Regions from separate parts of the Mus musculus genome. Here region 1 is linked to region 2. A link is a contact called in public Hi-C data. All regions are on one chromosome and are shown on one strand. The core of a region is the stretch at or near the end of the contact, and the rest is flanking DNA. Distances in the headings are between cores, read along the strand shown. Region 1 overlaps Scn3a (sodium channel, voltage-gated, type III, alpha). Region 2 overlaps Grb14 (growth factor receptor bound protein 14).

Evidence for each region. A called contact is a pair of places that touch in the nucleus more often than the background predicts.
Region 1: a Hi-C map of liver shows a contact between it and region 2, with 2.0 times the contacts expected there. The contact joins two enhancer-like sites. A contact is called at or near these places in 1 of 484 Hi-C or Micro-C datasets (liver) and 1 of 115 datasets of contacts at active chromatin or transcription factors (large pre-B cells).

Annotation. Positions count from the first base shown.
Region 1 is chr2:65,543,835-65,548,778 of GRCm38.p6, reverse strand. The region is part of intron 1 of Scn3a (sodium channel, voltage-gated, type III, alpha); the gene reads left to right. Among named protein-coding and RNA genes, the nearest start is that of Gm34833, 7.5 kb to the left of the region's middle. Within about 2 kb of position 1,283, at least 33 of the 459 cell types and tissues checked have an H3K27ac peak or open chromatin away from gene starts, as enhancers often do. A contact at or near this core is called in liver, where this site is marked.
Region 2 is chr2:65,005,779-65,011,352 of GRCm38.p6, reverse strand. The region is part of intron 2 of Grb14 (growth factor receptor bound protein 14); the gene reads left to right. Among named protein-coding and RNA genes, the nearest start is that of Grb14, 14 kb to the left of the region's middle. Within about 2 kb of position 3,847, at least 30 of the 459 cell types and tissues checked have an H3K27ac peak or open chromatin away from gene starts, as enhancers often do. A contact at or near this core is called in liver, where this site is marked.

The DNA.
Region 1 (4,944 bases), core at 34-2,533, 540 kb before region 2:
ACCTCGTAATGGTCAGAAATAGGGACAGGAAGAGGGAAGAGCAGGCTTCCAATATCTCCTTCAAAGCTATGACTCCAATAACCAAAGCTCCTCCTGGTAGACCTCTCCATGGCCCCATGGGCTAGGGACCAAGTTTTCCATCAGTGGGTCTTTGGTGGACACTCCATATCTAGCCTGTATCACAAGGGTATTGTTGAGAAAAATAATATTTGTGATACTATTAATATTACCAATGCTACTAAAAACTTCCAGCTTTTATGGAAAACTCGATTTACATAAATTCACATATGTGTATATGAGCACACACATATCATTTAACCCCATTCTAAAAAAGCCAAGTTTCAAGATACAGTCCTCATTTGCATATATAAAACTATCAGCTGGCTTGGTGAGGTGACACCAATGTTGTCCTATACCCAGAGAACAGTAGAGCAACTCTGTTGGTACCACAAAGTAAGCAGCTGGAGAGGAAAGTACAGGTCAGGTCACAGAGGCGTTTCCAGTCTTGGCTAAAGTGACTCTAAGTCACTGAGAGACGCTGAGAGGGTTTAATAATATTCTGTGTCTGGTGACAGGATAGAGCAGAAGATTGGTAGCTTTGGAGAGCATTCATCTAGAGACAGAAATTTTAATAGATGTTATGAAATTTTAAAACAAGGATTTAAATTTTTGCCAGAAAGTAGAAAATGGGAATTTCTTAGTAGGCTCTGTGAATGTTGTGAAAGAGAACTCAGGCAGGTAATATTTTAAATGATCAATTTCTGAGAGAAGGCTAGTTACCTTGTTTGGTAGAGTCATGTTCACTGAGTTAGCCTGTGATAAGCCACGACTAATAGAAGGAGAGCAAGATCAGATGGTTATGTTAGGTTTGTACAGTGCTCTGGTTTAAAGTGCTTGTCTAAAAGTTACCTTTAGAAGCCATTAAATATGCTTCGTGTTATCTTAATGTTCAATGAAACAGCTTTTCAGGTGGAGAGAAAATGTGAGAGAAGCTAGAGAAGGGATGGGGATGTCTTAGCTCCCTCTGTGCTCTTTGAGATATTGGAGGAAGAGAAGCAAAGGGGGAGGGAGTACAAGCAGAGAGGAGACAGGGAAGCTGTGGTAGGCAGGCAGAGCCCTTCACCTGCCAGTCTCTAGAAAGACTGAATGAACCAAAGCAGCTGGAAGAGAGAGTCCCACCCGCACCCTAGGATGCTGGCAGTGGTTCCTGGCCCCTGCTTACTAGAGCATGCCAGGGCATGCTGTCTACAAAGATCAAACGGCCAGCTTGGCATCAAGTCTGCTTTCCTGATCAAAAGCCCCAGGTAAACCAAGTCTCCAACCCAGGATCCAGAGACAGACACCACCACACTGCCTGTGGCCAGCGTACTTGGCTAACTTCACTGTGTTCTCTTCTGACACAGATGATGATGAAGCCGGAGAGCTGAAGTCTAGCACACCAGAGTTAGTCAGCAATGACCTATCTGTCAAGGATTCGTGGCAGGATGACTTGCTGGGGGGAAAAAAACCACAGAATCCCTTCAAGGGATATTGTAAGAACAAATGAGATACTCCCCAGACGGGGCCTGGAGCTTTTCCAAACAGAGGTGCTGTGACTCCCAAAGGTACCTAACTACTTTAGAATAAAATTTGTATTTGTGGAAGGCAAACTGAAATTTTTATTGCTAACAAGGACAGCTCTACCCAAACAAAAAGAAGGCAGGAAAGTGTCATTCCTCCCCGGCCCCCATCCGTGTGTTTCTCTAAATAAACAAATGGATAAGGTGTGGCAGGCATGGCCTTGGGGCGAGGAATGATACGGAAAGCCAGAAAAAATTCACCTAGCTACATTTCTTTTTCCTGTAAGAGGAACATTCGTTCTGTGCATTTTATAAATTGCCTAAAATTGTGTTTACTTTCGATTTTATTATATTTATTTGGTAATTGGAGCCAGAGCTCACCTGTCTCTACCGGATAAAGGACATCCACATGGGTGGTTAGTATTTGTTTTGAGCTGGCTTCTGCGCTGGCTAAGTTTTGAACTGACCAGTGAGTACTTGTTTTATTTGGTATATCAGCAGCAACTAACTAGGAAAACTGTCTGAACGGATTGTCATCAGGGAGGATGTTTATTGGACATAACAAGCAGTGCAGAGGTTGTTTGGGTCCAAGAGCTGAGCCGTCCATCAAGAGCCCAGGGGTAAACATGTCTGTGTGATCGGCCACACTCACTGTGTCAGCTCTGCCCTCAAAGTGGCATCCGCTCTGCTTGGAAGCTGGCTGAGACAGTGCTACGGATGCGGATGCGACTGGGATGCAGAAAGGTGCAGGACAGACAGGATGCCTTCCCCAGTCAGTTCCTTTCCAGCCACTGTAAACAGCACTTACAGCCTGCCCCCTGACAAACCGTCCTCGAAGTTCATTGGCCAGAATGGGGTCTCATATCCTTTTCCTTAAGCACTGATTGCAGGAGAGCTTGGAGGATGCACCCAGAGTGGAGAGCACACTGGGGCTCACACAAAACCTACTTCAGTTTGTAAACATTCAGCAAGACATGTCAAGGGCTATTAAAGCCAGTAAGGCTGATTCCTGTATAACAAGGTTGGCTTAATTGTCATTAGTTGGCTCTTGTCTCCTCAGCTTATAAGTGATCTGATAAGGACAAAGTCACAGAGAACATCAGCCTCGGTAAGCTAATTATTAGTTCCTAGATGATTGTTCCAAAGGCAAGTTGAACTTGGGCTTTCTTTCTCTGGAAAATGCCCTCCTCACCATGATACGAGTCAACGGGAAGCAAAAGACAAGAACAAATCCACTTGTTCAACAGGAAATTAGTAAACAGTGCTCACGTGCTGACAATCACTCATCATTGATAGCGAGGGGGCATGAGCAAAAGAAAGAACTGCACTTGGCTTTGGCAATGGCATGGTACCCTGGCCACAGGCTTACTTTCCTAATGGGTTTGTTTAGTCATTCTAATAGAGGTACCAAAGTCCTTGATGAGACACTGAAAGGCACATGATGTGGAAGAGCAAGCCTAGGGCTTTCACTTGATTTTATACAACTCAGAAGTTCCCTGCATATACGGGAACTTGTCTTAGTTACATGCGTGTCTCATTTTTATCATGTATCCATTTACAAATGTGTCTAATGTTTATTATCAGTGCTTTCTGTTTTCAATATTTTCTATGTGAGACCACTGTGCTGTATGCCAGTACAGATTCTACACATACCAAACCCATAGCGAGATGACTACCCATCCTAATTCCATGTCAGCAAATAGGTTTTCAGAATCTGGTCGTTTCAGTCTTAGAAATGTGGCTTTTTGTCTGAACTATCCTGATTTGAATATTGGTTTCTCAGCTTACTGACTTTAAAATTTAGTCAAGGTATATGGTTTACATGAACCTATATTTATCCATCTGTAAAGTAAGAATAAAAATAATATCAATAAAGCAAGACTGCAATCAACATGATACATTTGCCATGTGACTAAGTTTATAGACATAAAGTACTTGTGTGTATCTCAGATATACAAATCATCTAACAGAGTTCTGTTATTATCATGGAATCTCAAAGCCATCTGGCTAGGAAGTTATACCAGCCAGAAGTTATTTCAAAGTTCCTTTTGAAATATTGAAAGTAGTATGTAACTCTGCTTGTGAATATCTAGTAGCTATTGAAACTGTGCCAAATGACCAATGTATATGTTCAATAAAACATCAGGCTGTTTTTCATGATACTAACAGAATCAACGATAAGTATAAAGCAGCCAGTAGTTTTAAATGAGAGTCCTGTTGGGGACAAAAAGGGGAGGGGGGGTAGGTATTACTCAGTGGTCAAGCTCTCTGGCCTTACTTACTACCTATGAGCCCAGATTCCATCCCCAGCAGGCATGCAAATGCGCATGCCTATCTCCCCACCCCCACCTTCACCCCCACACATACTCAAAGGAAGAAGTGAATCCTCTTTTTCAGGTTGAGGAGGATCAGGCTTAGCGGTGGAGGGTTGCGGAGGATGCATAAGGACCACGGGGTAAAATTCTTAGCACAACAAAAACAAGCAGTTTCTTTAGCAGTGGATATTTAATTCGTTCAACTTATCTTTGAGACTCTGCCTTTCCTATAAAAATCTCCTTTGTTGATACCAACAGCACATATTGTCTTGGGCAACGGGTCCAAGTTTTCCTGTTAACTCATTCATCATCAAGTACATGAAAATACATTGTGAAGTTTTTGTGATCTTTTAAGTTCTGGGCATAGAGCAACTTCTCATTCCCAAAGATGGTAAATTTACAGCCTTCTGACATAACAGACCAGAACAAATTGATTTTGTCTCCAGTATGCATTCTCATAAAACAGGAGAGAGAAAGAGAGACAGAGACAGAGAGACAGAGAGAGACAGACAGAGAGAGACAGACAGAGACAGAGAGAGACAGAGAGAGAGACAGAGAGTGAGAGAGAGAGAGAGAGAGAGAGAGAGAGAGAGACTCACATGGAGAGAGGAAGGGATGAGAATATTAACTGGTCATATAGCTAGCAATGACATTTTCCAACTGTCTCTCTGAAAATTTTCATAAGATGAGAAGTCAAGGACCACATGACTAGTGGCGATGTGTGTTTTGCCTTGATAGTTCCACAGCATCTCCCTAATGTTTACTGTGTCATTTTTCTCAGACTCTGATTCATTAACAGTTTAGTAGAGTGTATAGCCATGGTATTGGTTGGTTTCACAAACATTCAGGAGCTTATGATCAAATCCTAGCATGCTGATACAGAAAACAAAGCTGAAAGGCCCAGATTAATTTTTCTTTCGTTTTTATGCACAACTTAGATCTTTAAATTCCAATTGTAAAAATAACTGGATTCAATGCAACATGATAACAGTATTGGAAAAACAAATTCAACTAAAAATGGAATATATAGAAAATTTTGGCCTCAAAGAAACATGTGTGTTTGGCCACAG
Region 2 (5,574 bases), core at 2,598-5,097:
ACTGCTTTTACAAAGTCTCCACAGACAGAATCACTTAAGTTCAACTGTCATTTGCCTCCATTTCTCTTAGCCTGAGGTGAAGACACTAGCAAATATTCCACTCAATTGTTTACTTTTCTATGGAGTTTTGAGATGGGGTCTTGCTGTGTCGTTCTAGTCAGTCTAGACTTTGTTCTGTTAGAACAGGCAGACCCCAAGCTCTCAGAGATACGCTTGGTTCTACCTCCTGAGTAATTAATTATTGAGTTTTAGTATCACTAGTGACTTATGTAGATCGGAGTTTATGTGAGAGAAAGCACAGACCCCTTAGATACATGCCAATATTTTGCCAGAGTGGGGAGAACTCAGAGATTTGAGGGAATCTGTTTCCAGGTCTACATCTCTATACAATACATTTATCTAAACCTTACCTCCCTTAGAATTTACCATGCTCACAACTGCCTCTCTACTTCGCTCCTTGTCTTGGGGTATAAAATCCTTGAGGGTATTGCCAACTTGACACAAACTCGAGTCAGTTGTGAAGAGGGCACCTTATCTGAGGAATGGCTTGCATCAGACGGGTTTTGGACTCGTCTGTGGGATTATTTTCTTGATTGTTGATTGATGTTGGAGGGCTCAACCCACTGTAAGCATTGCCTCCCCCTTGGGTAGGTAGTCCTTGGCTGTGTAGGAAAGCAAGCTGAAGAAGTCAGTAAGAGCAATACTTGCCTGCGGTTTCTACTTCAGGATCCTGCCTTGGCCTTTCTGGATGATTGACCATAGTTTATAAGCTAAAATAAGCTCTTTGTTCAGAGAGTTGCTTTCTGTTAGTGTGTTATCTCAGCATTTGGAAGCAAACTAGGCCAGTCCCAGTGGGAATGGCTACCAAGGAAAGTCAGGCTATGATGCAGTTGCAACAAAGCCGTCAACCCATTCCTTAGATACTCCGGAGCCAGGTAGAACCTGAAGAATTGTTGAGAACTGAGGCAAAGCAGCTGGGCTGCTTAGGAAATGCCTGGCTTTGGACATAGTAGTTCCCTTTAGTGGAGTGAAGTGGCAAGGAAGGAAGTCTTAGCCACAAAGCCTTACTGGCTGCTACTGGGAATCTGAGAACTTCGGTCTTGAATAGATCAGGTTTGGGTGGTTGCCAGCATCCAATACAGTTAGTGATTTATTCTTCTAAAACAACAGTTTTTTTCCCTGTAAGTACTAGGTTTTTAGAATAAATTGGTTAAAAACCAAGGATAAAATTTATGGATGACTTCTTTCAAATTTTGTGTGCAGTTCAACATTGTGATTAACAATACACTAATGAATTGTATTATGAACTGTTTATTCTAACTCTGCTCAGCTAGCATCGTGTTTCATCACAGAATATTTCAATATGCTCTGCTCTTTAAACAGTAACATGCTAGCATGCGGGCTAATTTTTGCAGAATACATTGTTTGCTTTCATCAACAACATAAGAAAAATTTACCATGACTAGATTGATATTTAATTCAGACATTTCTAATTTCATAGAGCAGGTCTCTGCACTTTGTAGGAGTTCAACATAACCTGCAGACACCTTACCCCCTTACCACGATTATTTTTAAGTTTGGAATAAAGGATGAGTATATTCTCATGTTTTTTAAAGGGTGTGCTCAGACCTTATATGTAGCCATGACTTTGAACTCATGACACTCCTTACTGCATCTTCTAAATGCTGGAAATGCAAGCAGGAACCACCATAATTGATGGTCTTGTGCTATTTTAAATTTTGACTCTTTTTAGACATTTCTATTATTCAGCCTAACCAATAATTTATTGTCTAATTAAAAAATTTTTTTGACTCAGAATGATATAACACTGTATAAGTGAACAGGAAAATTGAATTTTATCTGAGAGGGGACTGACTTCTAAATCTCTGTGTCCCACTGTCCCTCTGTCCCTCTGTCTTTCTGTCTTTGTGTCTCTGTCTCTGTCTTTCTCAACAGGGAAACCAGAACTCTTTCACCCAGGCTGGCCTCAGAGTTCTGACCCTACTCTTACCTTATTGCCATGGTTACAGTCATACACTACCTCTTGTGGTCTCCATTTTCCTCAAATTGAACAAATTAAATCTGAGGTTTTAAGCTTCTGAAGAAAATATATTTAAAACAAATCAAAGCATTTTATGAAAATAACAGGTTGGAAAAAATTTATGCAAGAGCCTTATGAATGCATTGGTTTGGCCAATGTGTGATACAATTATCACACATTTTTTATGAATATTGGTTTGAATAAATCTGTATTTATGTAAAAGACTATAAGTCATTAAAGTTGTGTTAATGAAATATCTAGAAAATAAGAAAGTGAGTTAACCTGATTGGATGACATATCTGTTTCAATCTAGTTAGTATATATTTAGGAGGCCCTGATTAGTTTGTAGTTGATTGATAGCAAATGATTTTGATCTCAGACTTAAAGGTTAACACTGTCATTAATGACTTCACCATTCTCTTTCCTCCTTTACATCACAAAGATCTTATTACTGTAACAGTACACCTGATAATTAACTTAAGAATTAAAAAGGCTTTGGGTTACAGTTAGGAAGGTTTCTTTTGACATCATGTCCTTGTGTCTGTGGGAGTCAGCACATCACAGCGGGGAGTGCATGATGGAGCCGTGCCATCCACCTCTAGGTTGACATGAAGTTGCACAGAAAGGTGAAAGGCTCCTATGCTAGTATCCACTTCAAAGTCCTCAGCTCGTTCCCTCCTCCCAGTTCTCACCTCTCAAGGTTTCTGCTGCCACTTTTCAATGATGTCATGTGTTGGGGACCAAGATTTTAATCCACCAGCCTTTGGGAGACATTCAAGATCCAAACTGTTGTGTTTACTGAGCTTAATCTTTCTCCCTAGTACATATTATCACCCAGTTCTCTTTGTTCACATGTGTTTGCTCATTGCATTTACTCAGTAGAACAGAAGCTCAGTGAAGGCAGAGATTCTTTTGTAGTAATATTTTAAAGTTTACTTTATTTGTAATTATATGTGTATGTGTGTATGGAGGGCAGGTTACTCATGGAATACAAAAGAAAACATTGGATCCCTTGGAATTCGAATTACAGGTGGTAGGGAACTGCCCTAAGTGGGGGCTAAAATGTCAGCCATTTTACAAGGTCAGTGTGGTTTTAACCCCTTGTGTTAAATTTTCTTTACTCAGTTCCTAGAAGGTAAAAATATGTCTGGTTTGTAGCAGGCTCTCAAGAAATTTTGGCTTAATAAATAAATAATAAATAAGAATAAAGCAATGAGGAAGAAACAGAATTGTTGATTTCTTGATGCAAGTGAGAGTCTACCTGAGAGCCTACTGATAATCTAATATAAACGATTTAATTTACAAAGAAACTTAGAAACATTAAAGCTACTTCTTTTTCAGGGAAGGTTCTGCGATTGAAAGTTGTTGAAAGAGATCCTGGGCAGGATAAACATTTGAGTATTGTTTTAGCACTATAAGCATATTCTAAATTTGGATCACCCTTGCTCCCAGTGAGTCCTGTTCTTTGTCTCCTGGTCTCCTTGTCAGCATTTTCATCCTTCCCAGCACACATGTGCCAATTAAAAAGCTCATCTCCTCTTTGGGGCTGAGTCTGGTATGGTTTTTCAGCCAGCCCACATTCACAGTGGAAGATTACTTTCATTCTTGGGGAGGGTGACACGGGCATGAGAGGCTCAGTATTCAGATGAAAGGGCCACTTTGGTATTATTTAACTGTGTTTTGGCAAGACTCTGGTCAGTGTCTGGTTTCTCTTTGGAGCCATTTTGCATTATATTACAGTACTCTGACTGTGCTATGCCAAGGAAATTAAGATCAGCTGGAACACTCAGTTGGTCATTGGCTTGGACTCTTAGGGCACTGGGAACTTGATGACCTCATTTAGGCTGAACCTGCCTTTGTCCCCAAAGCATAAGGGCTCCTTTTACAAAACCACGTCTGCAACTTGGGAAAGATACGAGCAAGGTTCAGAGAAAAATGACTTAATAGTGGAAGATATTTGGGTCAACATTGAGTGTGGAGTGCAGAATACGTGCTGACAATTTAATTGAGAAAGATGAAGAGGAGGCACCAAATCCCTTCAACATGACCTTAGCCACCAAGTCCTGTGATCTTGGAGGATCATTTGAAGATTGGTTTGTAAGTGCGTGTGCATTTGTATATGAGATCAGATGTTGATTCTGGGTGTTTTCCTCAATCCTTCCTATCTTACTGCTTTTGAGATAGGATCTCTTATGGAGCCTAGAGCTTTCTGATTAAACCAGGTTAGGTGGCCATTGAGCCCCAGGAATCTTCCTGTCTCCAATGCTTGGATTTGAGGTGTGTGCTGCTGCTAGCTACAGCTTTTTTTATGTGGGTTCCTTGGAGTCAAACTCAGGTCCTGAAACTTTCCGCTCAGGCACTTAGCTAACTGAGCTGTCTCCTTAGCTCTGAAATGCATGGTTTAAAGAAAACTAAAAGAAAGAAATGTTTATGGTGCCAGCAACTGGTATGGGTTTTATGTTCTGTCAGTCTGAGAAAATTTGAGAGAACATCCTTCATTAGGACTTGTGAAGGGCCCTGTGTGCTCACGTGAGACACTTGAGGGAGGGTTGTCACATGAGAAAAAGCTGCATGGTAACCATGGAGAAGTCTTTGGTGATGATGCAGAGTTTTGAAGATGAGAAATCACTGTATAGCCCTGGCTGGCCTGAACTCACAGAGATCTGTTTGCTGTTTCCTCCCAAATGCTGGAATTAAAGGCATGCACTTACTACACATGGCCTGGATTATTAAATTCATTTTAATTAAAAATATGAAGAAGAAATTTTTTATTTGGGGATGTATTTGAGAAAACAACAGTTAACGTGGATTTTCAAGCACAAATTAAGTAGCTTAGTAATATTACTTTCTCTGAGATGCTAAGGGCTGTACAACTAGTCTCTCTTTCACGTTGGGGAGTTCTGGTAGAGACATTTGCAAAGTTCTTTGCTTCCAGTTCTATGAAGGGCCCGTACCTAACCTCCATCTCTTTCTTCCCATTTCTTTTCTGACCAAAGTTCTTCCTCCAGATTTTTGTTTTTTAATTTTATCAATACCTGTATCATTAGTATTGAGGCTATTGGGTTTTGTTGCATTAGAAACATTGTTTTTGCCTTATGTTTACATTGACAGTAAAATGGCTCTCAGTAAAGTGAGAGTCACTCATAGCACCTTAGTGGTATACCCTGTTGACAAGTGTAAGCATTATGATGGCCTTTTCTCAGTAATTGTGATTTGGCTGAAGTGGGCTTACATTACAGTGTCTCTTAGGATATAGAATGCTGTCCACTTTTGTACTTTTGTGTGTCTTACCTGAGAACATTAAATTTCTATATCATAAATGTATTTTCATCTAGCCATGCTAACATTTGAATTAGCATGCAAAGGCCTTTAACACATCATTATTCAATTGTTATTTTTCAAAAGAGTACCCTCTCATACTAGCATTACCATACCATATATTAAAGTAATTTGCCTCTCATCTTTTCCCAGAACTTTGAAAACGTTCTTTCATCACCACCACGTTTCCTTATAGAAATAATAATTTTGAAAGC